Regions from separate parts of the Sus scrofa genome. Here region 2 is linked to region 1. A link is a contact called in public Hi-C data. All regions are on one chromosome and are shown on one strand. The core of a region is the stretch at or near the end of the contact, and the rest is flanking DNA. Distances in the headings are between cores, read along the strand shown. Region 1 has its middle 97 kb from the start of PTPN3. Region 2 has its middle 23 kb from the start of PALM2.

Region 1 (5,395 bases), core at 1,842-4,341:
AATAGCAAAAAGACCAAAAAAAAAAAAAAAAAAAAAAAAAAGAAAGAAAGAAAGAAAGTAAAGGAACTACCAATGTACACAACAACAAGGAGGACTCCCCAAAACATTTGTTAAGGGAAAGAAGATAAGCACGAAAGGCCAAATACTATTAGATTCCACTTATATAATATTCTGGAAAAAACCAAAATGATTAGGGACAGAAATCAAGTCAGTAGTTGGCAGGGGCTGGAGGTGAGAGGAGGGAATGCAATCAAGGGACTGGAACTGCTCAGGGTGATGATTATGTTCTGTATTGTGACTATGAGGATGGTTACATGACTATATAACTTATCTGAACAGACCAAACAGCACACCTAAAAATAATGAATACTGCTGAATATAACTTTTGCCTCAACAAACCCAGCCTAAAGTAGAAAAAAAAAAATACAAAAACGAGTGGTCAAAATGTCAGATGCTTCTCAGAAGTCACACAAGAAGAGGACTGATAGATGTCCATTGCTGTTGGCATTGGTGACTCTATGGGGAGCAGTGTCAGTGGTGTGTAGGAGGCAGAAGCTAGAATGCTAAGGACGGAAGAGTATGGCAATGACTGCTGGTTGACCCCCATGGACCCCCAATGTCCATTTCCCCTTTCTTTCATGGGAATGGAGGCTCCCAATTTTTAGCTATGCTCATGACTATGCAGACTGATGCCTGCTTTGCCTAGTCTCCCTGGAAACTGAATTTTGGCCAAAGAGATATAAGTGAAAGTGTACTGAGGCAGCTTCTGGGAGTCTTCCTTAAAAGGTAGTCCGTCATGGCTTAGCAGAAATAAATCTGACTAGAATCCATGAGGACACAGGTTTGATCCCTGGCCTCGTTCAGTGGGTTAAGAATCCAGCATTGTTGTGACTGTGCTGTAGGTCCCAGACATGGTTCAGATCTGGCATTGCTGTGGCTGTACCATAGGCCAGCAGCTCAGGTCTGATTTGACCCCTAGCCTGGGAACCTCCATATGCTGTGGGTACCCCCAGGTTCTGCAGGTATGGCTCTAAAAAGACAAAAAAAAAAAAAAAAAAAAAGGTAGCTAGGTAGCTCACATCTTTTCTTTGCCTCTTCTGCTTTGCTTCGTTCACCTTTGTGCTGGTTGGAATGCAGACACGATGGCAGGAACCTGAGCTTCTAACCTGGATCATGAAATGACTTTAGGAAGAGAGACCACAAGTAAAAGAACAACATTTTGGGGGAGGCTGAGACTCTTAGCTCTTTAAGAGCTCCTAAACTGCTTGGGGACTCTGACCTCTCAACAGGTAGAAAAACAAATCTGTTTCCTAGTTAAGCCTCTTGATTACTCATAGCTGAGCTTAATTCTGTGGGCTGCCGGGAGTAAATAGGAGGTAAGGCTGTAGAGACGGTGAGTATGGACACTTCCTGCAAGAGGCTTGGTTGTGAAGGGGGAGAGTAGAGGTAGGATGGTAGCTGCAAAGGGACATGGGTTGAGGGAGGGTTTTATGATCTCCAAATTCACACTGGATTCTCTGAATGGAAACCTGGAGAAGATCTAGAATCTCTTTCCACGGAACATCTGTGAATCGTCACTGGGTTTTACTTTGTGGCTTACTTTCCAGAGGGAAAGGGAGTGAATCTACGCAGAACACTTGGCATTGGTCTCCTTTTAGTCCCTCGAATGGGTAGAGCTCTTTCCCATGTAGAGCCACCAAACAAGCTGATGGCCAGTTAGAATGCCCTTCCCCCTGTGGCTTATGCCTGCTTATGTGTCCCAGTCCTCCCCCCTCCTAAAGCCAGCCCCTTCAGAGGGCCCTTTCTTCAACACCTTCCCTTCACTGGTCCACTTGCCTTTGATTCTCCATCAAAGTATTTTTTTTTCAAACTGCTGTAATAAGATTTAATTCAAACACCAGAAAATTCCCCCAGGATGTACAATTTAAGAGTTAGGACATTCAAGAGTTGTGCCAGCATCACAAATTAATTTTAAAACATTCATTTTACTACTTAATTCTTAGAGCAATATCTTCAGCCTGTGCTGTTATGTTTGTTTAGTTTTTTTCTTTCTCTATGCTTTGTCCTTCTACGTTAGCCAGTGAGCCCCATCAGGACAGGGACTGTGATGGCAATGCATAGGGTTGCGTCCTAAGCTCCTAGCAGAAACCTACTCACAGAGGAGCCAGGCAGAAAGATACAGTGAAAGCCTGAAGCTTGCCTCATCGACGCTTCCCTGCAGCAGGTGCGGGGCACCTGGATGGGAGCCTGATTCCCACTCGGGAAAACTTGAGGAGGAGAGGATTCTCAAAGGGAGTGTAGGGGGGGAATGTATGCCCTGGGGAGGCTTGTAACTGTGAGGTGGGGCCGTGGTAAATTGGGAAAACATCTTCAGTATAGCTATTGTTTTCAGAGAACCAACTAGGGAAAGTAACGCTGGGCAGTATCTTTCTGGCAGGCGGGGATGCGCCAAATGTAGAGTGATAAAGAAGGGCGTGAGGTCGGCAGTGATGGAGCACCGCATTAACGCGCCACAGCGCAGGTGGACTTTTCCCTCAGAAACTCAGACAGATACCCGCTGAGCTGGCACAATGGCGTTTCCGAAACTGTGCCCAACCTATTGGGGGCAGCACTTGATACTTGCAGAGGCCAGACGCGTCTTTCGCCTGCAACTTCCAAGCCGCAAGAGCTGCAACCTTGCCAATGACTCAATTTTCCCTGCGCCCTCTGGGCTGTGCCACCCGCCGCAGCCGCGCATCTCCCCCTCCTGACAGCCCCCGGCGTCTCAGAGAAGCAGCGCCCTTCCCAGGGGAGCCGCCGGCGCACCTGGCGCCTCGGGCGCCAGGGCCCTTCGCGCGGGTGGCCACACAGCCCCGCGCGCAGCTGCCTGCGCTCTCCCTCCCCAAACACTTAAGTGGAGTGGCTTGTCTAGCGCCCAGCGAACAACATTATCCAATTGCTTCCCGTTTTATTCGCAGGCTGGGAGCTGAGAGAGCCTGAGCGTTCACTTTCAACCCTCAAGGGGAGGAGGGGGTGCGGGCTGGGAGGAGAGACGCTCCCGGCTCCACCTCGCGCGCGGCGCGGCCAGAGCGCCCGGCCCCGGCAGAGGCGAACAGCGCCGGTGAGCCCCGCAGCAGTGCGCCTGGCAGCCCGGAGCACCGCGATGGAGTGAGTATCCCCGCACAGCGCGCGCGGCTTGCCAGCTTTCCCCTTCCTACGTTGCCATGGCGACCAAGGCAGCAGGAGAATCCGGCTCGGGTCCTGGTCTCGGAAGGGTGTTTAATTTCAGCCCGGCGTGTAAGCCTAGCGTTTCTATAGCAGCAGCCGCTGCAGCAGGAGCTAAGGGCTAGGAACCCCGGGATGCGTGGTTTTGGCCGCTGCCCCTTGGCCAGCAGGGCCTCGGCGGGGAAACGGTGTTCCTAAGGAGGGAGGCATGTTCTAGGCTTCCCTGTCCCTGCCTCAAGCTTCCGCCACTCAGGGAGTTGGCCGCAATAGCCATTACTTCCGATTCGTAACCATGTCAGCATTATTGGACTGCAGTTTTTTTTTTTTTTTTTTTTTTTAAGCGCGGGGGAGGTGGTCACTGCGGATCAGAACCAAATGTGGCTCGGTGTGAAGTCGTGTAATGGAAAGATGATGAGTTAGTGGGTAACATGAGCCAGAGCTGCAATGCCCTGGCTACCAGAAACCATGAGGATCCCCTCCCCCAAATAACTGATTTGTTTCTGGGGTAATTGAGAAAGGAGATAGAATCTTAGGACCAGCAGCCCAGGTTGAATTACAACGTTTGGCATCGTGGGTACCGAGTGGGAGGGGTGGGCAGGAGAGGGCATGAAGGCAAGAGGGGCGTTAACCAGAAAACGACACAATAAAGGGCTCCGATGTGGGTTCGGACTGGGGTTCTTCTCTGTCTTTTTGGTCACTCTCCCAGGCTGCTGCTGCAGCAGAGCCACTCTGACAGGCGACAGGCTCCAAGAAAGGGTCATTTTGGGAGCCAGCTATTAGATACCTGGTCACTTGGTCATCATCTCCTCCTCCTGCTCTCTTCCCACGGATACTCCCTGACATTGAAGCTGTATGAAATCATAGTTCAGCCTGGAGATAATGTCCTGTTTTCAGGTATCAGGACTTTCATGCCAAACCCAATAAACCCTAGATGCAGCTTTCCTGCCCCACCCCCCCGCATATCTGATTGTGTACATGCAATTGAATCCTCACCATCAAGGCTGCTGAAGCAGAAGTGAGAGATGGTGTGGCATTTTGGCAATGACGAGTTGTAGATTTCAACCTCCACCTTGGCTGGTCCTAGTGTTGTTGATTTCCTACCCCAGTAATTTTGATGTCTCTAAGCCTCAGTTTTCCCATCATACAGTGGAGACAGAGATGTTCCTTACTGACTTTGAAGTGTTGGGAGGATAATATTTTATCTCTTCTAAAGTGCTCTGTAAATTGTAAGGTATACCCAAATTTAAAGGGCTGATGATTAAGGCTCTGGAGTCAGTTTGCTGGGTTTGAGTCCTTTTACACTTTGCTGCATGACGTCAGCCCCTTTGGGACTCATTTGTGGAAACAGAAATAGTAATAGTAACAACTCCTTCATGTGATATTTGTGAAGATTGCAAGACCAGTGCTCTAGCCCCTGAGCTCCAGGACCTTTTATGAAGACAAAACAAATTGATACATACAAGGTTTTTAGAACAGAAAGCTGCACAAAGTAAACTCACTTACCTATAAATGGTTTCTGTTACCTATTATTATTACCATGGTCTCTAGCATTTTACATTGACATTTTATGGGGATTCAAGTTGGGACCAAGCTCCTTTTTGCAGACAATTGATAAAGAAGCATAGTGCTCCAAGGGCAACTGAGAATAGCACTATTCTTTTTTTTTTTTTTTTTTTTTTTTGGCTTTTTAGGGCTGCATCCTCGGCATATAGAGGTTCCCAGGCTAGGGGTCCAATCGCAGCTGTAGCTGCCAGCCTACACCACAGCCAAAGCAACTCGGGATCCGAGCTGCTTCTGTGACCTACACCACAGCTTGTGGCAATGCCAGATCCTTAACCCACGGAGCGAGGCCAGGGATTGAACTCGAGTCCTCATAGATGCTAGTCAGGTTTGTTAACCACCAAGCCACAACAGAAACTCCAAGAATAGCACGATTCTTTAGATACTGTTGCAGATGCTGAGAGTCAACCAGAAGACACAGCAGGCTTGGGGATATAGAACAGCAACTGCACAGCTTGCCCCTGGCCCACTGCATTCCTATTCTTCATTGCTGTTTTCTTGACATGGAGACAGTCTTTTATAAGAGATTGAATGTAAGTCTGGTCATTCCACTGTGTGAGATTAAAGGATACCTTGGTTGTTTGCTGGGGCAGTAATTTTCATCTTTACAGTCTTACATTAATGTTAATTC
Region 2 (5,395 bases), core at 2,131-4,630, 120 kb after region 1:
GGTGAGGGAGAAGAGAGGTTATGAGCCATGGCAAATGTGCCCAGCCCCTCTGTTCTTTCCCTTTTTTTTTTTGTCTTTTGTTGTTGTTGTTGCTATTTCTTGGGCCGCTCCCGCGGCATATGGAGGTTCCCAGGCTAGGGGTCGAATCGGAGCTGTAGCCACCAGCCTACGCCAGAGCCACAGCAACTCGGGATCCGAGCCGCGTCTGCAACCTACACCACAGCTCACGGCAACGCCGGATCGTTAACCCACTGAGCAAGGGTAGGGACCAAACCCGGAACCTCATGGTTCCTAGTCGGATTTGTTAACCACTGCGCCACGACGGGAACTCCTTTTTTTTTTTTTTTTTTTTTTTTTTTTTGCTTTTTAGGGCTGCACCCGCAGCATATTTAAGTTCCCAGGCTACGGGTCGAATTGAAGCTACAGCTCCCGGCCACAGCCACAGCAACACAGGATCCTAGCTGTATCTGCAACCTATACCACAGTGCACAGCAACGCCAGATCCAAACCCCAGGGATTGAATCCGAATCCTCATGGATCCTAGTTAGGTTCATTACTGCTAAACCATGATAGGAACTCTCTTTCTTTCCTTTTTGACTTTAGCTGAGCTGCCCTTCTGCACTAGGGGCACATAAACTGCCCACACCCTTGTTCCCAATAGGGCACTAAACCCTGGAGCTAATGAGCTACTGTAAGAGGAACAAGAAAAATGAGGCAAGGATGGGGGTTTACAAGATGGCAATCCCATTTTATCTTTGCTTTTTTCCTACCTTGATGAAATACTTTGTGATATTGATACCAATTTATTAGAAACAGAGTAGTGATGTTTCCTTAGTTAAATGCCTAGTCTCATGGGTTGTCGTGTGGTATCTTGTCATGAGTGACAGTGACACATTTATGCTCTGGATCTGGGAATTGCAGTGTGAGGTTGGGATGGGAAGTGTTCTTCCAGAGGGCCCCTGGGACAATGGGGCCATCTGCTTTAAGCATGGGGTGATAGGGGCAGCTCGTGCATTGCCATCCCCGCCCCTCCCCTCCCACCTTGGGCTACCCAGAAGCCTTTGCAGGAATCAGCCTGACAGGTCAGGCTGCCCTACAGAGGAGCCCAGGTCTTTTGCAATAGGGAGCAGGGCATCCCCATGTGTCTTCAAACAGACTATTGATATTGCTCACATAACTCTGCCGTCTTAGAACCACTCTGGGCTTGGGCAAATCCCGAGTCCTGGAAAACACTCCCTAGACTACAAATCAAGAGATGATTCTTGTCCAAACTGCCCCTGACCTGCTCTTGGACAAGTTTTTTTTCTTACTTGGAACTGGTTTCCTTACCTGGATTCTCATGAGCTCTGTATGATTTCTAAGACCCATTATATGTGACTTGCTTTGGAAAGTACAAACGTATTTTCATAGGTTGGAAACAAACCCTAAATCGAGTGTTTTAAGAAGTTGCAATTTTACAACATATTATCATTATAAAAGTTAAGGTACTAGGTAATCTTATAGAATGAGGCAGAACTATTTTGCTCTTGTCTAGAATTAAACCCATGACCTCCATCTTCTAAATTTGACACTTTCTGAGCACTAACTCCATACAAGGCACCAGGGCTGAACCCAGCCTCTAGGATACAGTCATTCAGAGGCAAATAAGTCCTAGTCCCCTGCTCCCAGGAACTCCCAGTCAACTCGTTTCCTTCTTTGTATGTTCAGACACCTAGGCGAATGTCAAAAGTAGCTACATTGGAGTCCATGGCTTTCATTCCTTTAGCATTTAGAGCCTGAACAGCTCCAGGCTGGTAGGCATCCCAGACACAGCTGTATTGCTCCTACGAGAGAAAATTTCTCCTTCACCCTGCCGGAGAACAGGGGCAGTGATTTGTGTGGCCAATACTGCCAGACCTCCTGACATGTCAAGACAAAGCCAGAAGTCGAGATGTAGGTAAATCCCCACAGGGTTGTATTTAAGCACAGAAAGCCAGAAAGCCAAAGGAGCTGCATGAAACAAGAAATGCCAGGGAAAGGTCTACCATTTGTCTTCCCTGAGACAGAGACGGCTGGCAGAGATGCCAGTGACACTGGTGTATTCAGTTTCTCATTAAAGAAGAGGAAAAAGAGAGAAAATATACAAAATGTATCATTCCTATAATTCTACAGCAGTAGTATCATGGAAAGAAAGTAGCACAAAAAGAAAAAAGAAGAAAAAGTTCTGCTAGCATATGAAACACACACACACACACACACAAAACCCACCAAACATACAATACCAAGTAATCAAGTAAGGTACCTGAATTAGAATGGCCAAAGCTGGCCAACCAATGGAGACAAAACTCATTTTCTTCTGCTCCTGAGGGCTGCTCTAGGGTGTGTGTGTGTGTGTGTGTGTGTACCAGGCAGCTAGCCTGGGTAAGTGACCTGGGTCAGGTAATAGGTAGTTGTGGGGTTGGGGCAAAATGGGATGGATGTCTTTTCTAAAGATCATTAGCAAATGGATTCTTCTTGGATCCAAACAATTGCTGCCATGCAGACATTTTAATAATGCTGGCAGCCAATTTGAGACATTCCTTCTAGAGACATAACGCGGCCCCAACAAAATATCTCTGTCACTAATTTGCAACCTCTTTTCTAGAGCATCTTTGAGCACTTTATGTATTCGATTCATGATTGGAAGGAAAAAAGGCAATTCAAGAGGCGAAATTTCTTTTCCAGCGACAGAAACCAGAGCAGGGAGAGGCACTTACCCCCACCCCCACTTCAGGCTTCCTGCACAAAGTGTACCATCTTAGTGGGCTATGTTCACATGCCTCTTTTAAAATATACCTGCATCCAGCCAGGCAATCCTGGATTTGCCCAGGCAACTCTGTTTAGTTTGCTTTCAAATGTTTTCCTCTCACTCTTCCACTCAGAAAACATCTAAACGGAGTGGGAACACCAATTGAGGGGGGCATATGGAAGGATATCTATCTTCAAGGCTGAATCTGCCCTGAAGGTCCCCGGGTAAGGAAAAAAGAAACAGTTTAATAATAAATTATTCAAATGTACATTCATTTTTGAAACATTTTAAGGATGTTTACATTGAAACCAGATGCCTCCTCCACAGACAGCCCCCCTTTCTGTTGATTTTTACAGCTCCCCTGCTCACTTCAGTTTTCTCAGTGGGATCTTTGTTTCACTCACAAGTGGAAAGAACGTTTCTTTTGTTTGCTTTCCTTTGCCATCGTGCCTCTGGCCTCTGGAGGGAACTCCAGCCATGCTGTGATTTGGCGAGAGCAACCCTTTCATTTCACTCCTGGGGTCACGTGCACACATGATGCTAAATCCGTTCTGATGTACCATGTGCTTGGGCTTTTCCTAGAGCCCTTTTCCTCTCTGAGGTTGGAGTTTGGCAGCGATGGGAGCAGTAGATGCTCCCAAATAAAGAGGTTGAGTCAGCCCGGGAAACTCATCTCCTAGAGTAAGACTCATTTCTAGGGAATTTGTGGCTCTACGAAAATGTCATCGGAACCTAAAGCTTTTTATTTTTATTCTGAGCTGCATCCTTCGCCAAGCAAAGAGCCGGAAATCTTATTTGTTCAAATGCCTGCAGCTCTTGGCCTGAGGGTGGAAGGGGAGAGAAGCTATTCTCAAGGGTGCCTGTTTTTTTCTTGATCAGTTGGCGGTTTGTGCAGAAAAGAGAAGTGTTTCAGAAAAAGTAAATGGCAAGAAAGATCTCTAAGCAAACTTTCCCATTCCCACTTTTATTTGACCTGGTTCATCCATTTATTTATTCAAAAAGATATTTATTTAGCATCTATTACGTATTATCAGGCTCTATGCTAGGTCCTGTGAGACAGCCGTGAATGTCTCCTGGTGGGGGCAATAGAAGAGTCTAGAAAATTGTAGTGTGGCAAATAATATGGAAGGAAACACACAGGATAACAGTAGACCAGGGAAAGGCATTCCGTGCAGATTAGGTAGAATAAAAGCTGAGTGAGAGAGGACTTTTGGAAGGAGATCAAGCCCTGAGTGACCATGAGTGAGAACTAGCTGGATCAGGGCTTCTAAAAAGTCTCCTTGCATAAAAAGTATCTGGGGATCTTGTTATATTGAAGATACTGATTCCAGAGGTCTGGGCTGGAGTCTGAGGGTCTCGGTTTCTAACACATCTGGATAATTGCTTCTTATTCTCTCTTACAGTGGAGCAGTATTCTCTTATATGATGTACAAAACCTCTTTTAACCCAATGAGGGGCATTCATTTGCCGTTACATACAGTGAATAACATGGTACATGTCATTTTGCCCATGGATGATCTGTGGGATAAAATTCATGGAAGTTGGAATTGCTAGGTCAAAATCATTATGAGCTGTACTTTTAACAGACATCTGTAAAGGTTGAACCAGCAGCAGCCAATTTACTTCCACCCTGGTTAACACTATGTTAACAAACTTGATCAGCTTTTTTTGCCAGCCTGATGAGTATAAAAGAGAATAGTTTTAATTTGCCTTTCTCTTAGTATGAGTGAGTTTAGGGGTCTTATGTATTTCAAGACTATCTGTATTTTCTCTTCTATGAACTGTCTATTCACTTACTTTGCTCATTATTTTCACTGCACTGTTGATCTTATGTCTCACAGATTCATAAAAGCATATGTTAAGAAAAATAACCATTTCACTAATTATATTGAGATTGAATGAATCTCTTCTTATGTTTAAGAGCCACCATATTTTTCTCTTGAACTGTTTACAGAGTTCCTCTCCGTCCCCTCCTTTTTTCTTTTAGATTATTGATCTTTTTCTTCCTGATTTATAGAGTCCCTTGTGAGTTATGGAATCAGATTTTTGGACCCCATTCCAACTTCTTTCCCTTACCCACACTGTCTCCTCTAATAACAGTCCACTTTTCTTCATTTCACAGAATGGAAGAACATTTATAAGCAGACATGTAAAAACAATTTCCTAAAGACCCCAAACTCAGAAAACATTGCCTCAGAACCATGATTGTTTTTTCCATGGGTAGGATAATGCTAATCATTTAATCTCTGGCAAATGCATTATAATATACAACCTTTTAGAATAGAAGAATAATCCAACCTGTAATAAAATTTGCAAGCAATTTGTAAACAGAGGCTGAAGTCTAAGATATTGATCCTAGCTGGTAGAGAAGGAAAAAAGCCCCAGTGATTAACTGCACTCTTCAGAACCAGTTTAAATGCAGTCTCTTCCATGAAGTAAGTCTTGGTGTTCCTGAATGTATATTTTGCTTGCCTCTGAATTCCTGGAGAACTTTGTCCCTCTCTTAAGAGGATTATCAGTGTCTGTCTTTATTATAGTTCATTTTGTATAAAAGTATTCCTAGGAGCACTGCTAATATCCTATACTGATCATAGATTTTTTTTTTTCCCTAAAGATAACCTTTAGGAA

What was found. A called contact is a pair of places that touch in the nucleus more often than the background predicts.
Region 2: a contact with region 1 is called in a Hi-C map of heart right ventricle, with 2.5 times the contacts expected there. The contact joins two enhancer-like sites. A contact is called at or near these places in 3 of 47 Hi-C or Micro-C datasets (epiblast stem cells, fetal heart ventricle and heart right ventricle).

Annotation. Positions count from the first base shown.
Region 1 is chr1:250,677,865-250,683,259 of Sscrofa11.1, forward strand. No RefSeq gene overlaps it. Among named protein-coding and RNA genes, the nearest start is that of PTPN3, 97 kb to the left of the region's middle. Within about 2 kb of position 3,092, at least 19 of the 83 cell types and tissues checked have an H3K27ac peak or open chromatin away from gene starts, as enhancers often do.
Region 2 is chr1:250,798,516-250,803,910 of Sscrofa11.1, forward strand. No RefSeq gene overlaps it. Among named protein-coding and RNA genes, the nearest start is that of PALM2, 23 kb to the right of the region's middle. Within about 2 kb of position 3,381, at least 8 of the 83 cell types and tissues checked have an H3K27ac peak or open chromatin away from gene starts, as enhancers often do.